Linked DNA regions of Cyprinus carpio: region 1 is linked to region 2. Evidence: chromatin contacts called from public Hi-C data. All regions are on one chromosome and are shown on one strand. Each heading gives the region's core, a stretch centred on a gene start, on an enhancer-like site or on the middle of the called end of the contact. The rest is flanking DNA. Distances are from core to core; before and after follow the strand shown.

Evidence for each region. A called contact is a pair of places that touch in the nucleus more often than the background predicts.
Region 1: a contact with region 2 is called in a Hi-C map of skeletal muscle, with 5 times the contacts expected there. The contact joins the enhancer-like site here to the promoter of LOC109048635 in region 2. A contact is called at or near these places in 8 of 8 Hi-C or Micro-C datasets (liver, red blood cells and skeletal muscle).

What each region holds. Positions count from the first base shown.
Region 1 is chrA7:15,203,845-15,209,320 of ASM1834038v1, reverse strand. It overlaps LOC109048635 (mastermind-like protein 2), which reads right to left. Exons shown (of 5, transcript XM_042759868.1): 3 at 2,247-2,369; 4 at 2,022-2,094; 5 at 1-1,317. The coding sequence ends at 284. Among protein-coding and RNA genes, the nearest start is that of LOC109048634, 6.5 kb to the left of the region's middle. Within about 2 kb of position 3,745, at least 5 of the 8 cell types and tissues checked have an H3K27ac peak or open chromatin away from gene starts, as enhancers often do. A contact at or near this core is called in skeletal muscle, where this site is marked.
Region 2 is chrA7:15,141,133-15,146,256 of ASM1834038v1, reverse strand. LOC109048635 (mastermind-like protein 2) reads right to left here and starts at 3,300. Exons shown (of 5, transcript XM_042759868.1): 1 at 3,176-3,300.

The sequences.
Region 1 (5,476 bases), core at 2,496-4,995, 63 kb before region 2:
CAAAACAAAGTTTGTTTGGAGTTCGTTCCTGGAGTTCGAAACAGCTTGCAAAAGTGAACTTTCCATAAAATTTCAGAAAAGTCAGGGCTTTACAATAGCAGACAATGCAGCTGCAAGCTTATAAGGAACAGAATATTATGGTCCATTGGTGTGGACACTAATATAGTTCTTGTTATAGTTAGCGCTCTTGGTGTGAACGCGCCTTTACAGAGCGATGACCCCATGGCCCCATTCTGGAGCTGTTTGTAGTGATTTTCAAACCTAGGACGCTCTTGATCAGTCCCTATAAATTTTGTTCAAGGTATTCATCAATCATGGTGAGATTGTTCAGCCAGTCTTCGTTGTTGCCCACCAGAGTGTCTATGAAGTCCACCTCCGCACTGCCACCACCTCCGCCTCCAGGTCCTTGTAGCCCCGCTGCCATTGCCCCATTGCTCTGATGCTGTGTCCGGTAGTCATAGGAAGGCAGTTTATCTCTGGGGTTGTAGCTCTGCGGTGAACAGTGTTTCCCTGCAAAAGCAGTCTGGTAACTAGGAGGCGCCATCCCAGGAGCAGGGTGCATCATGGACCGTCCTCCTGGTTTCATAACAGCTAGAGCGGAAAGCGGACCTCGCATTCTGAAGTTCTGTTGGGACATAGAGGATAGTGGCTGGGTGGTGGGCATCTTCTGGTCCTGTCTGCTAACCAAACCAGGGGCTATTTGATTTGGAGGAGGACGGGAACCAGGGAAGTTGGCTGGCATAGCTGCCATGCCAGATCGCTGTGGAAACTGAGGACCTCGGCATCCAGGTAGGGCTCCTCCGGCGGGGAAGGGATGTTGGTGGTTCGCAGGGTCCATATGTGGTTGCACCCCTTGTTGGTGCTGCCAGAGCTGGGACTGTGACGTGGGCTGCTGCTGCTGCTGCTGCTGAGAAGGGAACATCATATGTGACTGAAGAGCTCTGTCTTGGTGCAGCACCTGCCGCAGGTGGTGGGTCGGCACAGGACCGCCTGGTAGGTTTGGACATGGCATTCCTGGTCGTGTCACAGCGTGAGCTGGGTGTAGCGGTTGACGTGGAGGGCCACCTGTTCCCATCATGCTCTGGCCTGGCTGCATCGCCATTCCAAAGTCTTGCGACGGGTGGCAGAGTGGTTGTTTGGAACTTTTGCTGCACATGTATCCTCCAACCGATGGGCCCATCTGGGAGACTGAGCTGGAGGAAAGACCCATTCGATTTGAGGGCAAAGGGCCGCTATGGGACAGCATGGAGGAATTCGGCTGTTGAGAAACTCCCAGAGGATATCCACCACACTCTGGAGGGAGTGGTCGACCTGGACCTGCACAACAGTGAAAATAATTAATTTTGAGCATGGCTTTTTTGAGCATATTACTGTTCAAAAGTTTGGGGTTGGTAAGATTTTTTTATGTTTTTGAAACATGTCTCTCATGTTTACCATGGCTGCATTTATTTGATTACAAATACAGCAAAACGGTAATAATGTAAAATCAAATTGATCCATTTAATGCATTTGTATTAAAAGTGATATTTTTTTTTTTTTTTTTTAAATCATATTGACCCCCAACGTTTGAATGGGAGTGTATATAGCAACATTTTGGCACTAAATAAACAGTAGGCCTCATTGACTAACAATTTTGTACAAATTCCTATTTATGTGCACAGAAAAATTTCCACCAATATATAAATGCACATCTAGACATTTATATAAACATGCCCAAACTATGTCCATAAGGGCTTCTGTATTTGTGTATATATATAGATATATATATATATATATATATATATATTTATTTTTTTATATTTGGCATTTTAATATCGATTCTTAATAAATAATTTGCACTGGGAGCAGTTTTGTGTGCACAGTTTCATTTTTTTCCCCCTGTGTGTTTAAACTTATGAATCAGTTTAAAACTGATGAATCATGATTTCTGCATGGAAAAAATCTAAGTGTATTTTTTTATGCAAAAATGGAAAATGAGACCCAGTATTAACCAATGTTTATGTGGTTTGATGTTACTGTACCTTGAAATGGTGCCCCCTGTTGGCAGTCTGTGATATGCCCTCCATTCATTTGCTCCATATGTCTTTGCTTTTCCTGTAAGAAACAGAAAGTAATACATTAATACAATTAAGGCATTCAAATTCTACCTCTTAAGAAGTGCAAATTAAAAGGCTATTCAGCTATGCTAAATAACAAAATTGCACTTTAACAGAATGGTACTTTCAACATGGAGTTTGAGCACTGACTTGTTGAAACTGTTTGCTTATTAGCTGATTCTTAAGCATCATGTTGTAGTTGCTGCCCTGCGGCTGCCGTGGCACTGCTGACGGAGGGTCCTGAAGAGGTGGCACCATTCCCACACCTTGATCCTAAGACAGACAATAAAAGAAAGATCACTATTAAACCTGTACTCACCTTCAAACTACATTTTAGCTACACATAACTCAGATGTGTCAAAACAATGCCAGCCATATTCACACAGACATGATCTCACCTTCACTTGACCCACACAAACAACTCTAACTAACTACGTATAATCTCACCGTGATCAAAGACGTGACGCCATTCAGCGTAACTCAACACCGCTAAAAAGGTCATCTCAACCAAGCCCACATGTTCTAACAAGGCTTCTTTCCGTAGCAAAGTTGTAAACATCAGTAAATAACCACAGAGGATTCAGACCAGACGCTGCCTTCCCAGAGCCACAGATGTTTGTTTTCGTTGGCTTTGTCTGAATGCACCCCTCCACCCGAGCAGTCCAGCTAGGCATTCCCATATTCCCATTCCTACAGAAGAAATGCTCCCCACCCTCTTCCCTCCCAATTCCAATCCAAATCCTGAAAACACATGCGTAACAGGAATAGGACATTAATCACAGACCATTATGAAGACGTGGAGAGATAACTACTTTACGTCTGGCGTTCGGTCTATGGCAGAACACAATGATCTGCTTCACGTCATAAAGACAAATACAAATTGAAATGACTGGGTTTATTATGTTGTGTGAATTCAATTAAATCTCAAGCTACATATGCTTAGCATCACACACAGCTAATATCATGCTCAAGAACAAGCAGAGGTAATCTGAGGCACTAACAGACACTCCTAGCATGAATCTGGTGTAATCATCTTTGCTTGTAGCAGGCAGAGTGGTGAAACGGCTTCCCAGGGGGAATATCGTGGTGCTTTGCAGTGGAAATGAATGGCTTGTCTGCAGCACTAGAGCTGGTAATGGATATTGATCCAGCACTTGGGTATGTGCAGCTGGAATGAAGAGCTGGTTTAGATGCTTTTGTTGGTTGTGTTGTGTTAGGGCTGTGCCTGAGAATTGTCCATGCATGATTCTGTTTGCCATTGAGAGCCACAACTTCTAAACAACACTCACATCTGTAACTTCTTAAAGGTTCTTAAAACAGTTCGCTGAAAAATGAACATTCTGTCAGCTTCAGTCACCGATCACTTAAAGTCATATGGGTTTGGAACAACACGAGGGTGAGTAAATGATGCCAGGGTTTTAATTTTCAGGCGAACTATCCCTTCAAGATATCATGAGTAATGTTTGAACACTATTAAAACATTTTCTGTTTCGTCAGCCGCTCAAATGCTCTGCAAAGCACAAGGAAAGAAAACATTGAGTTGATTAGTGTGATGATCAGCGACTCTCTCACATATCCAACAGAACAGAGAGATAGGAACAAAAACCTTGGTTTGCCCTCCAAGCGAACGCTAGATGGCGCTTGCGCACTCTCACAGTGCTGAACAAAATCAGAACGCCCGTGCGGCGCGTTTAACAGCTTGATCCTCCTCAATAGAAGAGTTTACACTGAGCTTTTCTGTCGCCTGTCTTTATCGACTGTAAAAACCCCAGTCTGTTCTCTATCTAGTCAGCCTAGTGTATTGATAAACATAAATTATTAATGGGCTCATAACTCCGTGACTTGTGAATATACGACATGTTTAAGTCTGTCAGGACGCAGCTTTGCGCTCTATCCGGGAAAGCTTGCCAAGTTAAACAGAGTTTCCGATTGTGCCCTCGATAAGAGACGGCTTTTCATTCTTTCCCACTGTCCTGAGCTACCCCCCAACACCTCACCATCTTTTCAATCCAGAGCCTCCAGCAAAACACGCACGTTTCGAGTAAAGCAGTCCATCAGGCCGCCTCCCCTTTCCGCTCAGCGCGCTCACTCAGCTTTTCATGCAACTCACATTTCAGTGTGCATTTAATAGATTAGATATCACAGCAGCAGAGGTTATCAAAGCAATCCGCTGCCTTTGTTGTCGAACAGAATGCAACCGTTCCTGTGCGTACAAGACTGTAACAAAGAAAGAGAGATATGTTTAACCCTGTCAAATCCATCAGTGTGGAAAGAAATGTAAATTTAGATTGCTCTCTCTCTCTCTCTCTGCATTGCAACTTACGATAACAATAAAGTAATAGTATAACCGTTCCCATTATACATTAAATGTCTTTAAATACTATATAGGCTACTTAAAAATAAAATGTTATTATAGGCTAGGTGTAAACTACAGAAATTACTAACTACAGCCAGTTGCATAAACTACTTAGATGAGTCTTAATAGTTAGTCATCCAATGGTTTTCTTCAAGACTGTTTATAACTTTTTAAAATCAGTTACACATATATTGTTCTAATTTGAATCTGAAAAGTAAGACCACTTGGTTAACTGCTACAGTAGTTAGTGAAACTAGTTCTTAAGACACAGTGTTAACATTGTGACTGAGTTTATGCAACTGGCCCCAGATGTAATTACTGGAAGGTATTTTCGAATGTAATTAGCCTACAGCGTAAAAACATGTTTGTACACACTATGTGCATTGTATCAAATTATTAATTTAAATGTATGTATAGTTAAGGACACTTAATATAAAGTGGGTCCTAATAGATAAAATTAAAAAATAGTATAAAATAAAATTATTAGAAGTGCAGAATAAAATATCATAATGACATTAATTAAAAGTTTTTAAAGGTATAATGATGAAAAAGAGCACTAAATATGCCCTAAACCACATAAAAGAGACATAATTACCCATAGCAAACTAACAAGAGAAATCAAACCAATTATGCATTTGTGTGCTGCCGAGAATGAAAGGATGTTTTCTTACTTAACCCAGAGCATGCATGTTTGACCTTGCTTTTGTCATCTAAACTAGGGTTATTATAGATTTTTGACATTTCAATATTTTTAGTTAGTTTTTCTTTCATTATTTGAAACTTTTTTATTGTATTTTTTAAGTGATATTTTGGGTTCATTTCGCAGTTTTAAAAGATTTATAATCCTTCACAAGATTTGTATTTATTTTTGGGGGTCACTGATTGCAAATTTACTTGCTCAAAAACCTCACATAGACAGAGAGTGAACTGTGGTTGGTTGTTTTACTATGGACATCCTCATTCATAATCTATCACAATCCTCCAATCTTGAACTTTTGGTTAAATCCTAGGTTTGAGATCCCAA
Region 2 (5,124 bases), core at 2,051-4,550:
ACGCGGCGCCTCATAGAAATATCCATCAACCACCATGAAAAAACATCTGGGCTAGGACAGCACAACCTTACTCTCTTCTTTGTCTGGATTGTTATCACTTCAACACCTTATCTACAACTCTCCCTCCCATCCTGATCTATCTCCTTGAGCCACCATGGCTCCTCCTGCAAATCAGCACAATTTCATCCTTGTCTCCTTAAGAAGGAGCAACGAGTCACTCAAGGTGATGCACTGAGAACGATTCTTAGTTAGCGCAGGAAAATGACAGAGCGACTGTTTGTGGTATGAGGGTGTGCTGAGTCTCGCTCTTTGAAGACTGCTTTTGAACTCACAAAGAAAAAAACCCCTTAGAGTTAAATTCCTTCGCACAAGCCCCGACTCAGTGATCTCATCCTAGAAACGGCGGTAAGATAAAAGTTAGAAGTGTTGTTTTAAACTTTAACATAACTTTGAGATGGGATGCAAGTGTATTCAAGAGCGCGGCTCGCATTACAGTGAACCGCTCTGTGCGTGCACGAGATCCGAAGACTAGCGCGCGCATTCCTCTCTGGCCCTTTTATTCATCCGTCAACAGCAGCTTCAAAGCGCACTGACTCATTTGGCCACAGATCAGTTCAAATCGACTGGAGCAGAACATCCGGTGCGGGAAATCTACAACTGTGGTATTGGATTCCAGAAAAACAACATGTTCAAAGAGGGACTATTAAATAAATATAAATATTATTGAACATATATTTATTTATTTGAAATTATAATATATTTTAATAATAATAATTAGAAAATAAACTTAAAACAATAATAATTAGGTATTTTTTATTTGTATAATTACATTATTATGGCCCTGGCTTAGCTTGGCTTGTCTACAATAGCAATTATTTTCTGAGCTGCCTGCTCTTAATGACCTACTTCAAAAAATCGAAACCCTTAACCTGGGTTAGGGGTCAAACTGGTTAGGTGGGCGGGACTCGCTGAAAAAAATAATATTAATAATACATGAGTGACTGTCATGTCATCAAACAGTCCCGCAAAAAAAAAAAAAAAATGATATATGCCTAGTGTAAACAATTGCACTTTGTTCATATTTTATTCAAAAAAAAAAAAAAATTGTTTCATTCTCCTATCAGTTACCGCTTGTCAAATGTTACAGAAAACGATCCGAGGAAACTCCCTGTTCAACTAAGGGGAACTTATGATACTGAGAAGATGGGACTGTCCATCCGGTGTAAACATGCTGTAAAATACAATAATAGCTTTCGGAAATGTGTTTGGCCAAATCCGTGACCAAGCGAAGGGGAAGGGGGACAGCGCGTAAATCGGGCGCGTCATTGAACGTTCCCTTTTAGTTTATTGATCTGCAAGAAACTGAATTAGTGCATGGGATCTCAAGCGTGTTCTAAAACAGACAGACACAGACACTCTTCGCTTGCTTATGAAAATCAGTGATACAAGCTGCCTTCTAGTCTTTCTTATTCTGATAGTGAACGAGCCCTCCGCCACTTTAATAATCCCATTACGTATTCTGCTATAGCTCTGCTTAATCCTGGACACACTGGCAGTCCTGTCCCGCATTTCAGCCACCGTCTGTCTCTCTTATCTCTCAGCAATCCACATTAACTGTTAAATACTAGGCTTAAACGCAGCCGCAATTCCTACAGTGAAAACTCACATTATCGCTCATTTTGAGAAGATTTACACAGCGCCTGCAGCCCCAGAGCCGCGCTCTCGTCCAGTCCCCAGTTTTCAGCCTTTTGTTAGCAAGCGCAGCCCCACTGAGTGTTTGATAAATGCCATTTCATTCCAACAAGCAGACCACATGCTGCTTTAACAGTGTGGGACATTTACCTCTCTGGCTCTATATTGCCTTCAGCCGTATGTATGAAAACAAAGGTTTTATCAATCGTCAAGTTGCGTTACATGCATCGATAAAGCATGCATGCAAGGCGTTTAAATGTCTGCGCTGATAGGATCTTGAGTCTCTTTCAACCTGCTATTCTCTCTGAATCAGTTTGTCATAACAGACTGTGAGTGTATGGTCAAACCTTTCAACTAACTGGTATTTATTAATCATGTATAGCATATTTTTTTAATTACAAGCAATCACACTGATATATTCATCAGCAGCTACACGTAGCCTAGTAATTCCAGTAGTGAATCTATTCAATTAGTAACCAGTACTTCTCTGCTACTAGTCACAATCCCAGTAATGACAAATAACTGTATATTTTAATCACTGAATTCTATAGGGATCTTTGATACAAATAGCAACTGTTCACAAGAGACTAATAGTTATTTAACAGCAGTTATTAGTGTATATTGCATCTTTACTAGTAGCCAACGTATTTAAAAGATAAGATACTAGCTACACCATCTTCTATCTAGCTCAAATGCTACCAGTAACATTCCCTCAGGTTAAAACAGCATTCTTACTTGTCATTTGGCTAGTCAGAATGACTACTAAATAATTCAATAAAATACTTGCAAAATCTATACAGTAGGCTAAATGGAACTTAGTCGGAATGTGTGCGTAAATACGCGGGACAGCGCCAGATAATCTTTGGTGCAGTCTTCAAGCTTGTCTTCTAATCTATGTCTGCCTTATCTAACACACACAAAACTGGGATTTCTCCACTCAAGTTTCCAAACTTCACCGTGAACCTCAAGCATAACAGTAGGAGTGTTACAGTATAAAAAAGCAAATGCTGCGTAAAAAGCCATTGTAGGGGTGTATGAAGTGAAACAGACAGGGATTTAGTAAACACCAAATGATTGTAACGTTGGAGCGAGCCACTATTTAAAGCAATCCAATAATATGAAACTCATAAACTCACTAATGGGTCCATGCGAGGTGAGTCTAGCCGCTGGGAGACCAGAAGCATCTTGCAGTGCGGGTAAACCACGTAGCCACTGTTAAATCCACTTTGTTTCAATATGTGTAAACTGTCTTATAAAGAAAAGCCTGATTGGGAATCTAACAAAAGATGGTTAATATAAGTCTGGAAATAGCGCTATCGCCCAGCTGTGTGCGCGATGGACAACGAGGAATGAGGATTCTGTCCAAATGAAAGCTAATCTGACATTCCGTTCAAGCGCCAGTCATGTTGATTCTCTTGAACTGGGACTAATAACACAAACGTCTGTGTCAGCTCTCGATCTACCGATCTACACGGCCACTTACGATCACAGAGCTCTGTAGCTTCCTGGCTGGTGGGCGGAGTCAGGTAGTCCATAGGACGCTCCTCTGTGCGATGTCACAGAGGAGGAGACGCAGATGTTCCACTCGCAGTCTGCGCTTAAAGGGACATTCTCTGTGCTTCATCCCTGTGACGCGAATTTTTAAAATCCTTTTTCTGTAGGTTGTAGCGAGGGTCTTTTTGTGTGTTATGGATGAGTCACTGATATCTAATATCACTAATATAACATGGGAAGGTGTAGAAAAAAGAAAACAAACCAAAACAGTAGACACTGACACATTAATATTCTTAAAACACACAAATACAAAAAAAAACAAAAAATAAAAAAAAATAACAGAACATTGACTGTACACTTTTTTTTTTTTTTTTTTTTTTTTTTTTTTTTTTTTATTTATTATATTTATTAAGGAAAAAAAATGAAAGAAAAACAAGTGGATTATACAGTTATTTCTTTGGAAATCTGATTAAATTGGCTCCAACAAAGCTATGAGTGTCTTTCAAAGATTTAAAGCCACAAATATGGATTTATTTATTTTAGTTTTATTTTTTTGACAATTCCAGGGATCAGGTCTTAGGCAAAACTGCTCATCATATTAACCTGCTATTTTGTTAATACAACTTTGTTTCTCAACAGACTGATGGGGGTGAAAAACAGTCTAATAATGGCTTTCCATTAAGACATTATTTTCTGCTTATTTGGATATCTACATCATCATCCTCATTATGAACCACACATCTGACAATAGCTAAGAGCTGATCTCTAAACTCAGACAAAGTGTTCATTTCTATTCTAATGGCCATTTCATGGTCCAAAAGTGAAGAATTGTTAAGTATTAAAAGTACAACCAAAATTACTCATTGCACCAGCTCTTATTCAAAGAGAGTCAGATAAGTGAACATATTTAAATATAAACCTCAAAACAGTCTCATATCAATGCTGGCACAAACAGAAAGAGAGAAAGAGTGCTCTAATCCCTTACTTGCACCTGGAGTCAGGAGAGTTTAGGTTACAGAGAGCTTCACACACACACACACACACACACACACACACACACACACACACACACACACACACACACACACACACACACACACACACACACACACACACACACACACACACACATCAGAGGCACCCCCTCTCCCAAGCTCTTTCACACACAATGCAATGCACACACAGAGAGGAGCCCCCCACCCTGCTCATTCAAATACAAGCCCACAATACAAAGTTAATCACTTTTCATGTTTTGACAAGCATTGGGAAGATATGGCCCCTAACCTAGAGCGAGAGGGTTCGAAATCAGTTCAAAACAGTTTCAGTTGTATATGCATGTCTTTATCCCTGTTCTGTGTTTGTACTTCAGATATAATGCCACAACTCTCATGGCAGTGCATATGGTTACACACACAAACATACACAAAAAGCGCAATCCCAGAGCGATAACAATCTCAAGTATTCAGACACTCCCTGCAACTTCTTCATACGCATCAGGTTACAAATGTGCTAAACCTCTTCTTCACCCTCTAACCCAGCCCCCTTTTCTTCCTGTGTCCAACTACATTGTTGAGCGTTCCAACTCATACATACTAAGGCTATCACAATGTCATACACGACCAGAGGGAGAGAGATAGAGAGAAAGAAAGAGAGAGAGGGTGCTGCTCAACATGAGTAGTCTAAACAAGAACGCTCCTTCTATCAACTTTGTGTTTATGCAGTGATGTCACTCATTCCAGTTAGGCTGACATGAAGGTTAAAGCCTCGCTGGTTTACGTGTTAGGGAGTTCTCCAGGTTTTTTTTCCACCCTTAATTTCTTTCCTCTACACATGTGCAGTATGTGTGAAATGGATGTACAGTATACACAGATGACTCTCTCTCTTTCTTCCTTTCTTTCTGTCTCATTCATCATCTGGACAGCTGATTCAGGCAAAATA